Regions from separate parts of the Mus musculus genome. Here region 2 is linked to region 1. The links are chromatin contacts, called in public HiCAR-type maps. All regions are on one chromosome and are shown on one strand. The core of a region is the stretch at or near the end of the contact, and the rest is flanking DNA. Distances in the headings are between cores, read along the strand shown.

Evidence for each region. HiCAR-type assays count read pairs that join an accessible place to other places.
Region 2: a HiCAR-type map of astrocytes shows a contact between it and region 1, with 5 times the contacts expected there. The contact joins two enhancer-like sites. A contact is called at or near these places in 11 of 484 Hi-C or Micro-C datasets (the G1E-ER4 cell line, the HL-1 cell line, MC3T3-E1-derived osteoblasts and 7 more) and 4 of 115 datasets of contacts at active chromatin or transcription factors (astrocytes, embryonic forebrain, embryonic midbrain and 1 more).

Annotation. Positions count from the first base shown.
Region 1 is chr6:145,337,427-145,343,875 of GRCm38.p6, reverse strand. No RefSeq gene overlaps it. Among named protein-coding and RNA genes, the nearest start is that of Gm38926, 7.8 kb to the left of the region's middle. Within about 2 kb of position 2,440, at least 422 of the 459 cell types and tissues checked have an H3K27ac peak or open chromatin away from gene starts, as enhancers often do. A contact at or near this core is called in the HL-1 cell line, astrocytes, cerebral cortex and 3 more, where this site is marked.
Region 2 is chr6:146,407,080-146,413,528 of GRCm38.p6, reverse strand. The region is part of intron 9 of Itpr2 (inositol 1,4,5-triphosphate receptor 2); the gene reads left to right. Among named protein-coding and RNA genes, the nearest start is that of Itpr2, 92 kb to the left of the region's middle. Within about 2 kb of position 3,233, at least 171 of the 459 cell types and tissues checked have an H3K27ac peak or open chromatin away from gene starts, as enhancers often do. A contact at or near this core is called in the HL-1 cell line, astrocytes, cerebral cortex and 3 more, where this site is marked.

The sequences.
Region 1 (6,449 bases), core at 1,191-3,690:
AGCTTCAGGCCTCCTAACAACTCTGAGCAGTCTCAACAGTGAACTCTGAACATAGATCTTTCCTCCCCAAAACAAGCAGCTCCCAAAGGTGATGAGCTGTGGATGTAGCAGCCAAAATGTGTTTTCAACCCCCCCCCGCCACACCCACTCCAACAAGGCCACACCCCTCCAACAAGGCCACACCCCTCCAACAAGGCCACACCCCTCCAACAAGGCCACACCTCCTCCAACAAGGCCACACCCCTCCAACAAGGCTATACCTCCTAATCATTCCTAAACAGTTCACCAACTGGGCACTAAGTGTTCAAAAATATGAACCTATTGGGATCCATTCTCATTCAAACCACCACATATATACATAAATACAACCTGTTTGCCTGCTTGGTCTTGATAATGTTACCTGTGTTTAAACCTTAGGTCTGGGGGCTAGAGAGATGACTCAGTGATTTAAGAGCACGGGCTATTCTTCCAGAGGTCCTGAGTTCAATTCCCAGCAACCACAATAGCGGTTCATAACCATCTATAACAGGATCTGATGCCATCTTTTGGTGTGTCTGAAGACAGTAACAGTGTACTCATATACAACATAAAATAAATAAATCTTTAAACCCTTTAAAGGACTGACCACTAGCACTGGATAACCAATTCACGTACTCTACCTGGAGAAGATCATTTCTCCTGCTCTCCGCGTTTCCTGGTTGCCCATAGTTCTTCCTCTAGGGTGGAGGCCCCTGGAGCTTCCCCTTCCGTGGTCGCATGTCCATTGGCGGTGGTGTCATCCAGTTCTTGTTTAGGCAGCCATGATGAGGGGACTTCATGAGCATAACCAAAATTGTGTTTCCAGAGACGCGATCTCACAGTACACTTCCTGTTCCTCTGGCTCTTACAATCTTCCCACCCCCTGTTCTACAGGGATCCCTGAGCCTCGGGTGCAGGAGCCGTATTGTGACAGATCCTTGGGACTGGGCTCCACGGATTCTCTTTATCAGTTTCTGTTGTTTTGTTTCATTTTGGGTTTTGGCAATGCCCTTCCTCTGTTGCAAAGAGAAGTTCCCTTGATTAGCAGCGAGAACTACGCTTGTCTGTGGGTATAACGACAAATATTCATAATGTAGTTAGGGAATGTGTCTGTTTAGTAAAGTGTCCATTGTAAGTCCTTCTCCGGGCTCCATGGCTCCATTAGCTCTGGGTAGATGGCTAGATTTCCAGCATGGCATGCTTCCCTCTTGTTAAAGCAGGGCTTTCTGGGCATTTTAAAGCCTTCGTATTTACTAGGCACGCAAAGAGGTAACAATGAAGCCTGACGTACATAGTGCTTTCAGATCAGTCAGATCAGTTACACAGAGATGGCTTAGCAACTGAATGCTTGCTGCTATTCCAGAAGATCCCAGTTCAGTTTCCAGCACCCACTGTAGGAGAGATGAAAGAAGCCATCCCTTTTCTGACCTCTGTGGACACAGCACACAGGTGACAGACATTCACATGGAAGCATGTAACTAAAACTAAAACTAAAATCTTCTTTTTTAAAAATTCCTCCACAATACTAAAACTATCGGAAGGTGTCTATGATGCAAATATTCTATATATACATAGTTAATGATGTTTGCACAACACATCTGTCTCTTGCTTTAATTTAATCAGGGTTAGTTATAAGGTTTTTAAAAATGGCTTTTATTGGCATGTGTGGGTTAAAAACATAAAGCAACATTCACAATTGTATGATTTCATTTACTTGAGAGTAACCAAAAAAATGGCATCTGTGATTTCACCTAACAGCATCCTGAAGCTCTGGCAGCTCGCCCTGAGAGTCCTGATACCAGCCTGCCCCATCTTTGTCTATGGGTATCTGTGATGGTGAAGCATTTGCCAGCAGAGGGAGCTCTTTTGCTAGAATCCAAAGCGCTTACTTGTCTCTCTGTCTCTGTCTCTCTCTCTTAGGAAAAAAAAAAAAAAACTGCAAACTACGAAGCAGTCCGCTTTGAGGCATTGTCTTCACTGTTACATGAAGTCGCTGAATGAGCTCTGGGTTATTTAGGACTACACAGATGTCACGGGAGAACGTCGATTAATATAATTTAGTAAGATGTTTGTGGCTTGTGCTTTTTGTCTGACTACTTCGCACAACCTGACAGACCCTCCTGGATGTGCCGCGCCTGCTTTCAGGACCTGGCTTTTTAACCCCCGGCTGGAGGGAGACACTGTTTTTTGCTTTTTAAATTCGGCTTGGGTGTTTGTTTGCAAATAGGATCTCACTACGTGGCTTTCAATCCTCCTGCCTCAGCTCCACCGCACCCGGATGCAGTTTAAATTTGGTTCTAAACCGGGAGACATCGTAAGTCCTGCATCTCCGAGCCCTGCTGGCTTTCTTCTCCAGCTCGCTGCGTCTTACAGCGACCACAGCACGCAGTCTGTTTTGAGCATCGGAGTGGCCAGTCATCTCACAGAACCGTGGCGGGTCAGCTCTCACGTGGTTTAAATTTAGCCGCTAGGAGCCACCCGCAGCATCTGCTCCCGGGTCTCCTTGAAAACTTTTCGTAGAAAGCAAAAAGATCCAGTGTCAATCGGCGGGCAGAGCTGATGTTCCCTGAAGGCGAAGGACGTCCTACTGGACCACCACCTGCCCCATTTTATTTCATTAAAAATATATGCATGTGTATATATGTGTATGTATGTATATGTATATATATGTGTGTGTGTATACACACACACATACATATGTGTATGTGTGTATATATATTCATATATATGTATATATGTATAGTTTTCTCTCCACATTTTTACATAGCCCAGGCCAGCCTGGAACTCAAGGCAATCCTCCTGTCTCAGCCTCTGCGAGGCAGGGATGACGGACACATGCCAACCCACCCCGCCCTACTTCAGACCTGGCGGTCGGCAGGTCCGGCGACTCCGCCCACTGTCTTGCCGGGGAGGGGCAGGCGCGCTCCCGTCCAGGTCGCGGCACGGTTGTGTCAGCCCCTATGCAAATGAGATACCCAGAGCGGCCAATCGGAAGCCGGCGGGGCGGTGACGTGCTCTCAGAGCCCGGTGGTATTTATAGCTCGTATTTAAAGAGCCCTGGGGAGTCTCCCGCTCGCTGGGCGGCGGCGCGGAGCTGCGCGGTGGCGGGTGTCGAGGGGGGGAGGGGGCTGGGCCCGGACGGAGAGTGCAGAGTGCAATGGTCTCGCCCCGCTCCTAATGGTCCTTGCCTGGGCTCCTGGACAGAGGGAGAGCTCTGTCACTTGAACAATTAATGTTTCTTCCTTTCCCTTTTCTTCCTTCCTTCCTTTCTCTTTTTTTTAGCTCTTTGGACAGAATCTAACTCTAACCTAAGCTGAACTGTAGACCACTGTATAACACAAGCTGGTCTGTCCACGAACTCTCAGCGAAACTCCTGCCTCAAGTCTGAGTTTGCAGACCGATGTTGCAGTCGTGCACCATCGCGCCCAGCTTGACTATACATACGAATTTACACATATATATGTATATTATATACTTTAAATCATTTTTTAAGCTAGGGATTTGGACTCTCAAGCAAGAGCAGAAGATTCACTCCGACCCCACCCCAAGCCTCAGTCGGAGTCACCACCAGTAGTGGGGTTTCCTGGTACTTGCTGCTTGGAAGCCGTCTTCCTGGAGGGGGGGGGAGGGGAAGACAATACGAGCTGGAAAGCCAAGAGTCGTGGGATTAGGGGGCGGGGCAGTTGGCTAGGTGACAGTGTGATCATGGAAAATAAGATGCAAGATAGTGGCGGTGATCATCCCGTTTCAGTCGACTGATCGCCAGACTCTGCAGTGCGAAAGCAGGAAGCGCATGACATCAGAGGACGGAGGAGCCCTGAATAGGACCCGGTGTCTGCAAAGCTGGCTGGCTTCCTCTCTCCTCCTCCCCTATACCTCTATCTTATAGCAGAATTTGGTCTTGACGGTGAGCTCAGGCACTGGGTGCTGCCCTAGGGAGACACTGACCAAGTTTAGTATGCCTGGGTGCCTGTTCACCTGAGTGTATAATGACACAGACCTCAGATTCGTTTAAGGACAATCAGGCTGTTAGATGGGTTTGTAGAAAGGAGCTAACCTAAAGTGCTATGATTACCACCCTAACCTAACGAACAGATGGCGAATGGGGAGACCCTCACTAGTATGCAGGACACAAAGGCTTCTCAGCTACCTCCACAAATACAGTTCTCAGTAAGCCAAGATTGGGTTGTTACCCACCAAAGGGTCTGGGGTGTGCCTGGTCCCTTCTTGTTTTTTTGTTTGTTTGACTGTCTGTCTGTTTGGTTTTTGTTGTTGTTGTTGTTATTGTTCTTCCTTAGAAAGGTGTGCTTGACATAGATCTCTACAGACCAGGCTGACCTGAAGCTGTGTAGCCCAGGTTGGTCTCACACTCGGAGCAGATCCAGTGCAGGATTTAACGTTGCTGTGCACAAAGCCAAGGATGAAATGAAGCTGGATACGTTCGTTCGTTTGTCTGACTTCTGGGAAATCTGTGCTGTTGCCTCCCCTGCTTGGGGATGGCTCCCCGGCAATTGCAAGGTTCTCCCACCTTAGCTGGACTGGCTCTACACTCAGTCCCTATGACAGCCAGCAAGGCTGAAACAAAGGCAGTTGCTACAGCTGGTCACAGGACAGTCCTGTGGGCAACATTTGGAGGTCTCCGACACACATGAGACCGTTAAACTCTCACAGTATCGGGTGAGCTGAGCCCAATTTACAGATAAGAAAACAATTCTCAGACTCACTGGGACCGACCGCTGGTAGGACGGAGCCCAGGCCAGAGTTCACACAGTTCTCAAAGCCTCTTAGCTGCCCTTTGCACCTGTCTCTGGGGGAGGGGCTGTGACAGTGATGTCTTTGTTCGTCCCTGCTCTCCACCAACTACAGTCACCCTAATCCTGGTTTAACATGGTGGCTGTCAGGGGTATCTAACGTGAGTTAGAAAAAAAAATGGTTTGGGAAAACAAGGTAAACTAAGCTGATTTTCCAATTGTCTTGAATTTGTAAAAGTGCTCTGTAAAGTTGCTTAATGATTAAACTTTGGGCAGCCACTTGGCAGTGGCAGAACCTCTTCTTACTAATCGTACTGAGAGCCTAGGAAACTGAGTAGTGCTCAGATTAGCTAACAACCTTCTTCAAGGTCAGACGGTGTGCACGGATCCCCTTGTGAGGTGACTGCTCTATCCACTCTTAGACAAGAGCAGGCTGGACTAGCCTCATTTGGGAAGATGGACTGTCATTAGGATCCGATATTTGAATGAGAAACTGTAAGGCCACACTTGTGAGTACTGGACACAAGAACTCTGGAAGGCGGCCATCTGATTGATTGGGTTTACACTAATTGGGTTAACCCCAACTGGACAGTCGGCCCTAGGCAACCCTGTGAAGCCAGGGGCTTGGTTTCCCCATCTGTGGACTGGAAATTAACCTGTTTCTCCTGCCAGTGGCCTCAAGCCTGATGTCTCTGCCTCCGCTTTCTCCCCAGTCCCTTACATGCTAGAATTTTTAGGGTGCCTTCCTAAATGTGAGAGTTTTAACACAGCCTCTTGGGCTGCCCGCACCCTTTGCTGCCCCAATGACAGCTTTCGGTACCACTTATCTCTGACTCAACATCCCTACTACACTACTACAGTCTGGATGTGAAAGGTTCCCACCTGCTCATATGTGGGTCCCTGGCTACTGGGTGACTTTGCAGGGATGGAACCTTTAGGAGGTGGAGCTTTACTAGAGGAGGTGGAGCTTTACTAGAGGAGGTGGAGCTTTGCTAGAGGAGGTGGAGCTTTACTAGAGGAGGTGGAGCTTTACTAGAGGAGGTGGAGCTTTACTAGAGGAGGTGGAGCTTTACTAGTGGAGGTGGAGCTTTACTAGAGGAGGTGGAGCTTTACTGGAGGAGGTGGAGCTTTACTAGTGGAGGCAGAGCTTTACTAGAGGAGGTGGAGCTTTACTAGAGGAGGTGGAGCTTTACTAGAGGAGGTGGAGCTTTACTAGAGGAGGTGGAGCTTTACTAGAGGAGGTGGAGCTTTACTGGAGGAAGTGGAGCTTTACTAGAGGAGGTGGAGCTTTTACTAGAGGAGGTGGAGCTTTACTAGAGGAGGTGGAGCTTTACTAGAGGAGGTGGAGCTTTACTGGAGGAGGTGGAGCTTTACTAGAGGAGATGAGTCTCTAGGGGTGGGTGGAGGCTGTAGAGCCCAGCCCCACTTCCTGTCTGCTTGTTTGCTTCCTGATCGCTGGCAAGCATGACCCGCCGTGCTCCTTCCGTAGCCCCTTCCACACTATGACAGACTGTATCCCCTTTTAAAAATATTATTTATTCTTTGAAGGCTTCAAACAATTATACCGTGTAAATCGATCACATCCATCCTCCACTACCTTCAACTCCCCCTGCCACTTCCCCCCGCGCCCCCTCCCCCAGTCCAGTTAAACTGGACAGGTGTGGGGGCATCCATTGGAGC
Region 2 (6,449 bases), core at 1,984-4,483, 1.1 Mb before region 1:
AAAACAGATGACCTAATCCTTAGCTGCTTTTGAGTTTATGGTTATTTACAGTGGCAAAGAGAGCCTAGAGTTGTACAAAGAAAAGACTATGACTCCCCCCCCCCCCCCCCCGCTTTGACGCTATGCATTTAACCTCTCTTGGAATCTGAGTTTCCTTGTGTGTGGTCAAGGCGAACATATATGTCATATGGGGTTGTGCTAGGAGTAAAGAAGACAGGAGTGTGCAGCACAGCTCTTGTGTGCACAAGAGTCTAGGAAACTCGTACTTTCCCTCTTGGAGAGAGGAAGGAGAGGGTGGAGAACAGCGCCCTGTTCCCACTAGCATCAGGGCCCTTGTAGCCAACTATTGGCTCTGTCACAGTGTTTATGTGTTTGTCCCTCTGTCTGTGCATTGTGTGTATGTCTGTCAGTGATTGTCTTGTTCTTTATAATGTACCCTGCCCAGCTCTCCCCTGGGGGGGAAGAATGTCTCACACTGTAACCAATATTTGGTGTTTCTTTGTTAAGTATCAGTGTGTATGTGTGTGTGTGTGTGTGTTTCTCTGTGTGTGTGTGTGTTATTGAGGCTTGAAGCCAGAGCCCTGGCTGTGTGAGGCGGGCACTCTGCTAATGAACTATACCTCCATGTCTAGTTTCCGCTAAATGACAGACTGGCTTTGACTCACTAGGTAGCCCAGGCTAGGCTTGAACTCGTGACCATCCTATCTCCACCTTGCAGGTAGCTGGGATTGTAGGTATGCACCAGCAGGGTCTGCTTGTTCTTGGGATATCCAGGAGGGAGAAAGTGGAACAGGGCAGCTTAGTTAGTACACCTGCCTGTTTGGGAAGGAAAATCTGCAAGGCTTTGACATAGGAAGTGCTGTCTCCAGGAGACACCAAACATGTCAGATACTGTGCATAGCCACACATGGACACAGGCCGATAGCACTCTGTGGTTTGAGCCAACTGCTATACAGGGAATACCCTGAGCCAGCTCGGTAAAGTGGTGAGTCCAGGTCTAGGAGAAGCTGGGAGACTGACACTGTCAGCCTTGCCTCTATCACAGTGTGTAGTTGTTTATGTGTCTGTCCCTCTGTCTGTGCGTTGTGTGTACGTCTGTCAGTGACTGTCTTGTTCTTCATAAGGGAGGGCCCCTACCCAGCTCCACAGTGTGGAGAGTGTCTCACTGAATCTGTGTTTACTAGATGCGGTGGCTGAGTGGAGAGGAGCTACGGCAGCTGCAAACCCAGGAGTTTCTGTTCACAGAAAAGGGGATCTAGTGTCAGAGAGTCTGTGTTTTCCTTAAAGTTAAAATAAACAACCCTTAAACAAAACCCAATTATAACAACCAGAGCTGGCCTTGAACTGCTGTACTGATGCAGTCTGCCAGAGGTTCTGACAGTATCTGCAGATGTTTGATTGACACAGTTGTGAGAGGGACTGGACATCAAGAATGGCTAGCACAGAGGGCTACCTTCTCCTCCCTGACAGAATTATCTAGTCCAAAACACAGAGGCCAAGAAGCCTTGATCCTCACTAATCTGAAATTTCGAGGTCACTTACTGAATGCCTACTATGTGGAAGCGCTGACCTGGTTTGGTGCTGGGGGCACAGGTGTTAAGGTGTGGTTACTGTCCTCAGGTTCCTGCGGTCCCCATGGGAACCATGTAACACACCACTGAGCTGCGGGCTCTTACCGTTTGATGGCTTCCATCATGCATCAGTGCACATGCTAAAACCAGTAAATTTAAAGAAGGCAACTTTAAACTAAGAACAGAAAAGAGAAAGAAACCCTACAGTGTTATGATCACAGTTCCCAGGCACAACCCGTTAAACCAGCATTCAGCTATGAAGTTAAGTCATTCAGAAGAACACGATGAGCTTATGATTGTTGTAGAAACAGAGTCCAAGGCAAGCAGAGCACTTCCTGTGGGGCTTCAGCAAGCGATTGTGCACCGAGCATGCGCAGTGGGGCTTCTGCAAGCGCTTGTACACCGAGCATGCGCAGTGGGGCTTCAGCAAGCGATTGTACACCGAGCATGCACAGTTGTAAGCCACTGAAGACCAGGCTCTACATTATGGTGAATGTAGAAAGCATCAACGCTTAGGACAGCACTGGAGGATACACGTGGGTTTTATTCTGCAAGACCATGAGTAGCCGAGGTTAAAAGATGCCCTTCCTCAGCATGAGGAGACTCGCCACACAGTGTTAGAAGATGCAGATTAACTTTCCAGAAACATAGAGGGCCAGAAAACCAGGGTTGAAATGTAGAAATAAGCATTTAATTACAGGACGGGTAATTCAGACATTTGGACTTTATGTGATTGCAGACTTGTCACCTGTCTCTCTGTAATGTCACTTCCTTGGGACACATGAGTTAGTCAGTCAAGGTGAAGGTGGCAGATGCGGACTGTACAACTGTGCAGACGCTGTGACTTAGAGACCTTAAGTTCGGGACCGTGCCTGTGGGAGAGAAAACAACGTCATCTGAGGAACGGCTAACACAGCCTTGGAACCAATCCTGCCCCGTGGGAAGGGCAACACTCGGGCATCTCTGCTCCCCATTCACTGCTTCAGACATTTCCACACTGTGGAGCTCAGTCACTAAAGCAACAACTTGGTATTTCTTTCCAAAGCAAGACAAAGCAAAGAATGTAAAATAATTTTGTTAAAGATTTCACATGGCCTTTGGCTTGGCAAGCCAGGGTCTCATTTTGTTTGGACTCGAACTTGCTATTTTTCAGAGACTGGCTTTGAACTCCTGATACTCCTGCCTCACCTTCCAAGTGCGTGCCGCCACACCTGGCTGTCATATTTCCTTCTAGAGTAGCTTACTTGGGAGTTGGGGAGAGCTCAGTGAATAAGCTGCTTGCCTTGAAAGCACGGGGTTCTTGCCATTCGGGACTTACCTGAGAAGGGCCAGGCGTGGGGGCCTGTGCTTGTAATCCTACCATTGGGTAAATGGAGACAGGCTCTGTGGCCAGCCAGCCTAGCCCATCAGGAGGGCTCTAAGCCAGTGAAATACAGTGTCAATTAAAAAAAGAAGTGAGTGATGTACACCACACACACACACACACACACACACACACACACACCCCAGTGAAGAAAATGGGCTCGCTTATTTGTTTGTAACTAGGTCAAGCGTCCACTAGATGGCACTAAACCCCTACTTCCTAACTCCAATACTCCTAGGAACAGTTAATAAAAAAAACCACTAAAGTGCTGGAAGAGGACAGTCTTGGCGTCCCATGCTCTGAGAGTGAGGAGGCAGGAGGCCAGGATTGTCTGCAGCAGCAGCAGCTGTAAAGTTGAGTCTGAGGCCCACATAGAAGACACTTTCTAGAAAAAAAATAAATAAAAAGAAAAGAAACAAACACCAACTAAAACAAAACCCCAAAAGCAAAACAACAGCAGCTAGCTAGGGAAATGGCTCAGCTGGGAGATTGCTTAAGCAGATGACGGCTATCCCTGGGACCTGCAGTGTGGTTGGCGCTCCTCGCTCAGGTTGCCAAAGGGTCTGGTGCCCTCTTCTGGTCTCTACAAGTACTGCACCTGCATTCAGGAACCCACTTGTGCCCCCACCTTCACCCCCACCCCCAAAGGACTAGAAAGCAAGACTATGAGCGTGAATCATGGGCTTCTGTGATTTCAGTCTGTTTCCTTCTGTTGTGTGAGTGTAAGACTGCTGGCATCCTGCATCTGACTCGGTACAGTTAGCGAGACTCTTGTGGCGACCTGACTTTCTCTTCTGCACACTGCACTTTAATTGTGTGTTTTGATGAAGGCTACCTGTCGATATTGCCAGTAACCACTACATTCTCTCATCCACTCTCTCCACCTTGTGGACCCTGAATTTGATCTTGGCTATCTCACGGTCTTATAAATGCATGAAATATTCTTAGAACTCGGGTCATTTCCCCACAGTGACACCTCTCCTCCCCGGTTATAGGCATCACAACTTGGGAATCAAGATAAGCATATCTTTCCATGGCAGTTTCTACACTTAGATGCTGATGACTGTAAACATATAAGACTGATGTAAACATCATTCATTTAACAGCCTCTTTCGTGCGGCATGATCTTCCCTTTAGCTTAAAAGCCTCTGAGGTCCCGGGAAATCTTTCCTTCAGCATAAGAGCCTATCTGTGGAGTCGTTCTGTTTTGGCTCACACCTTTCTGTTTGCTGGAGGCAGGAGAGGAGATGTTGCAGTCTCTTGGGGTGTGGCTTGCATTCCTCAGACCTGTCACACATGGCTCTGTGTGACATTCCCGTCAGTAGCCCACATCTCATCTGTGAAGAATTAAGGATTAAGAACATTTCTCAGAAGGGGAATTGTGAAGTTAAATGAATGAACTCTCAAAAGCATTTTTAAAGAAACATCACACAAGAGGTTCTGCAAACTCAAATTAGTCCTACTTCTCTTACTTGTGGTGATCTCTCTCCCTTATCTCCTGATTAAAATTCAACCTGCCCTTTAATGGTTTCCTTGAACACCAGGAATAATTATTTTTTTTAATTTTATGCATATGAGTATACTGTACTGTATGTATGTCACTGTTTTCAGACACACCAGAAGAGGTCATCAGATCCCATTACAGATGGTTTGAGCCCCCATGTGGTTGCTGGGAACTGAACTCAGGACCTCTGGAAGAGCAGTCAATGTTCTTAACCACTAAGCCATCTCTCCAGCCTTCAGGAATAATTCTTATATAAATTAGCTCATCACAGATCACTCCATCCCTCCTGTGACCTATGTTATTTACAAATTATTCATTTCTTTCTCCTAGCTCTGGTCAAATTCTGCTTTGTAGTATAGCTGACCTTATTTATGTCTTATTTTCCTTCTGAGGTCACAGGGTTGGTGGCCAGGGATAGGAGTCTTGCCTAAAATAGCACAGGCCACAAAGTTTTCTCCTTAAAGATGCTCTGTTAGTGTTTATTACAAAAGTTCTCTCTCTCTCTCCACCATGCCTGACTTACAATTCAGTTTTTTTCTTTTTTTTTCTTTTTTTTCTTGTATTTTCTTCAATTACATTTCCAATGCTATCCCAAAAGCCCCCCCCCCCCCCACTCCTCTACCCACCCATTCCCATTTTTTGGCCCTGGCATTCCCCTGTACTGGGGCATATAACGTTTGCCTGACCAATGGGCCTCTCTTTCCAGTGATGGCCGACTAGGTCATCTTTTGATACATATGCAGCTAGAGTCAAGAGCTCCGGGGTACTGGTTAGTTCATAATGTTGTTCCTCCGATAGGGTTGCAGATCTCTTTAGCTCCTTGGATACTTTCTCTAGCTCCTCCATTGGGGGCCCTGACAATTCAGTTTTTTAGCATCATGAAATATTTTCCTTTAAAGTCCTAAAATATCCAGGAACTGCCTTAGCACAACTTTTTCTTCCTTCTTTAGCAACATTCTTCTTTATGCATCATTCACTAATTACTTTGATAACTACGGCTGTTACTATATTTGGGGAAGAGACAAAGTAGTAGACTTTGAGGTGTGCATAATTTATTGTTTACAGCTAATGTCTGTGAATGCATGTGGCTGTAAGTTTATTTGGGTGTTTTTCTTTCTCTCTAGTAGTAACTTTTCTCACAGCCATGACACAATACTATCAACAGCAACAGAAGAAGAAATGGCTTATTTTGCTACAGTTGCAGGCTATGGGCCATCTTGGTGGGGACGACAAGGTGGCAGGGCTCTGAGGCAGTCACCCCGAGGAGCAGAGCCAGATGGATGCTGGTGCCGATCTCAGTTTGTCTTTTTATTCAGCCTGGAGCTCTTCAGTCTGTGAGATGTTGTTGCTCCATTCAGGACTGTCTTCCCTCCTCAGTAAACCTCTCTGATTGTAAACCCAGTCAGGCCCACAGTGACGGCCCATGTCATCTTTTTTCCTCCCTCCCTTTTTAACATTATTAGTTTGTGCTTTGCTGACTGATGGAGATGACTGGCAAGCAGACAAAGACAGGGATGTGTGACTTTTACCCACACAGACCTGTGGACATCATGGGTCTCCATAGGCTTGTGGCTCAGTCTCACATGTCCACAGATCTGGGGCTCAGTCAGACTTCAAAGACTTGGGACTCAGTTATGCATTTCCATAGTTTTGGGCTCAGCCATAGGCTTCACAGACTGGGGGCTCCATCATAGAGTTTCCCCCTCATTTTGTAGACAAGGACTCCCAGTTCTCTGGGACTGGATGACTTTTCCCAAGGCCCGAAGCTTTAAAATAAAAGGCCTGGGTGCTCTTGATAGGGTTTAGAGTGTGGCATGGTCTGTGGTAGAACATGGGCAGCACCGCCAAGGGCAGAAGCTGTTTTGTGTTGGGCTTGGTTGGGTGGATTCTCGTTTCTGTTTACATCCTGCTTATGTGTGAGCCATGGCTCTGAGCTTGGATTTACTATTACCTGGAACTAAGTATTCTAATTCATCAAATGTAACCCTTTGATACAGCTTTAGATACAGTC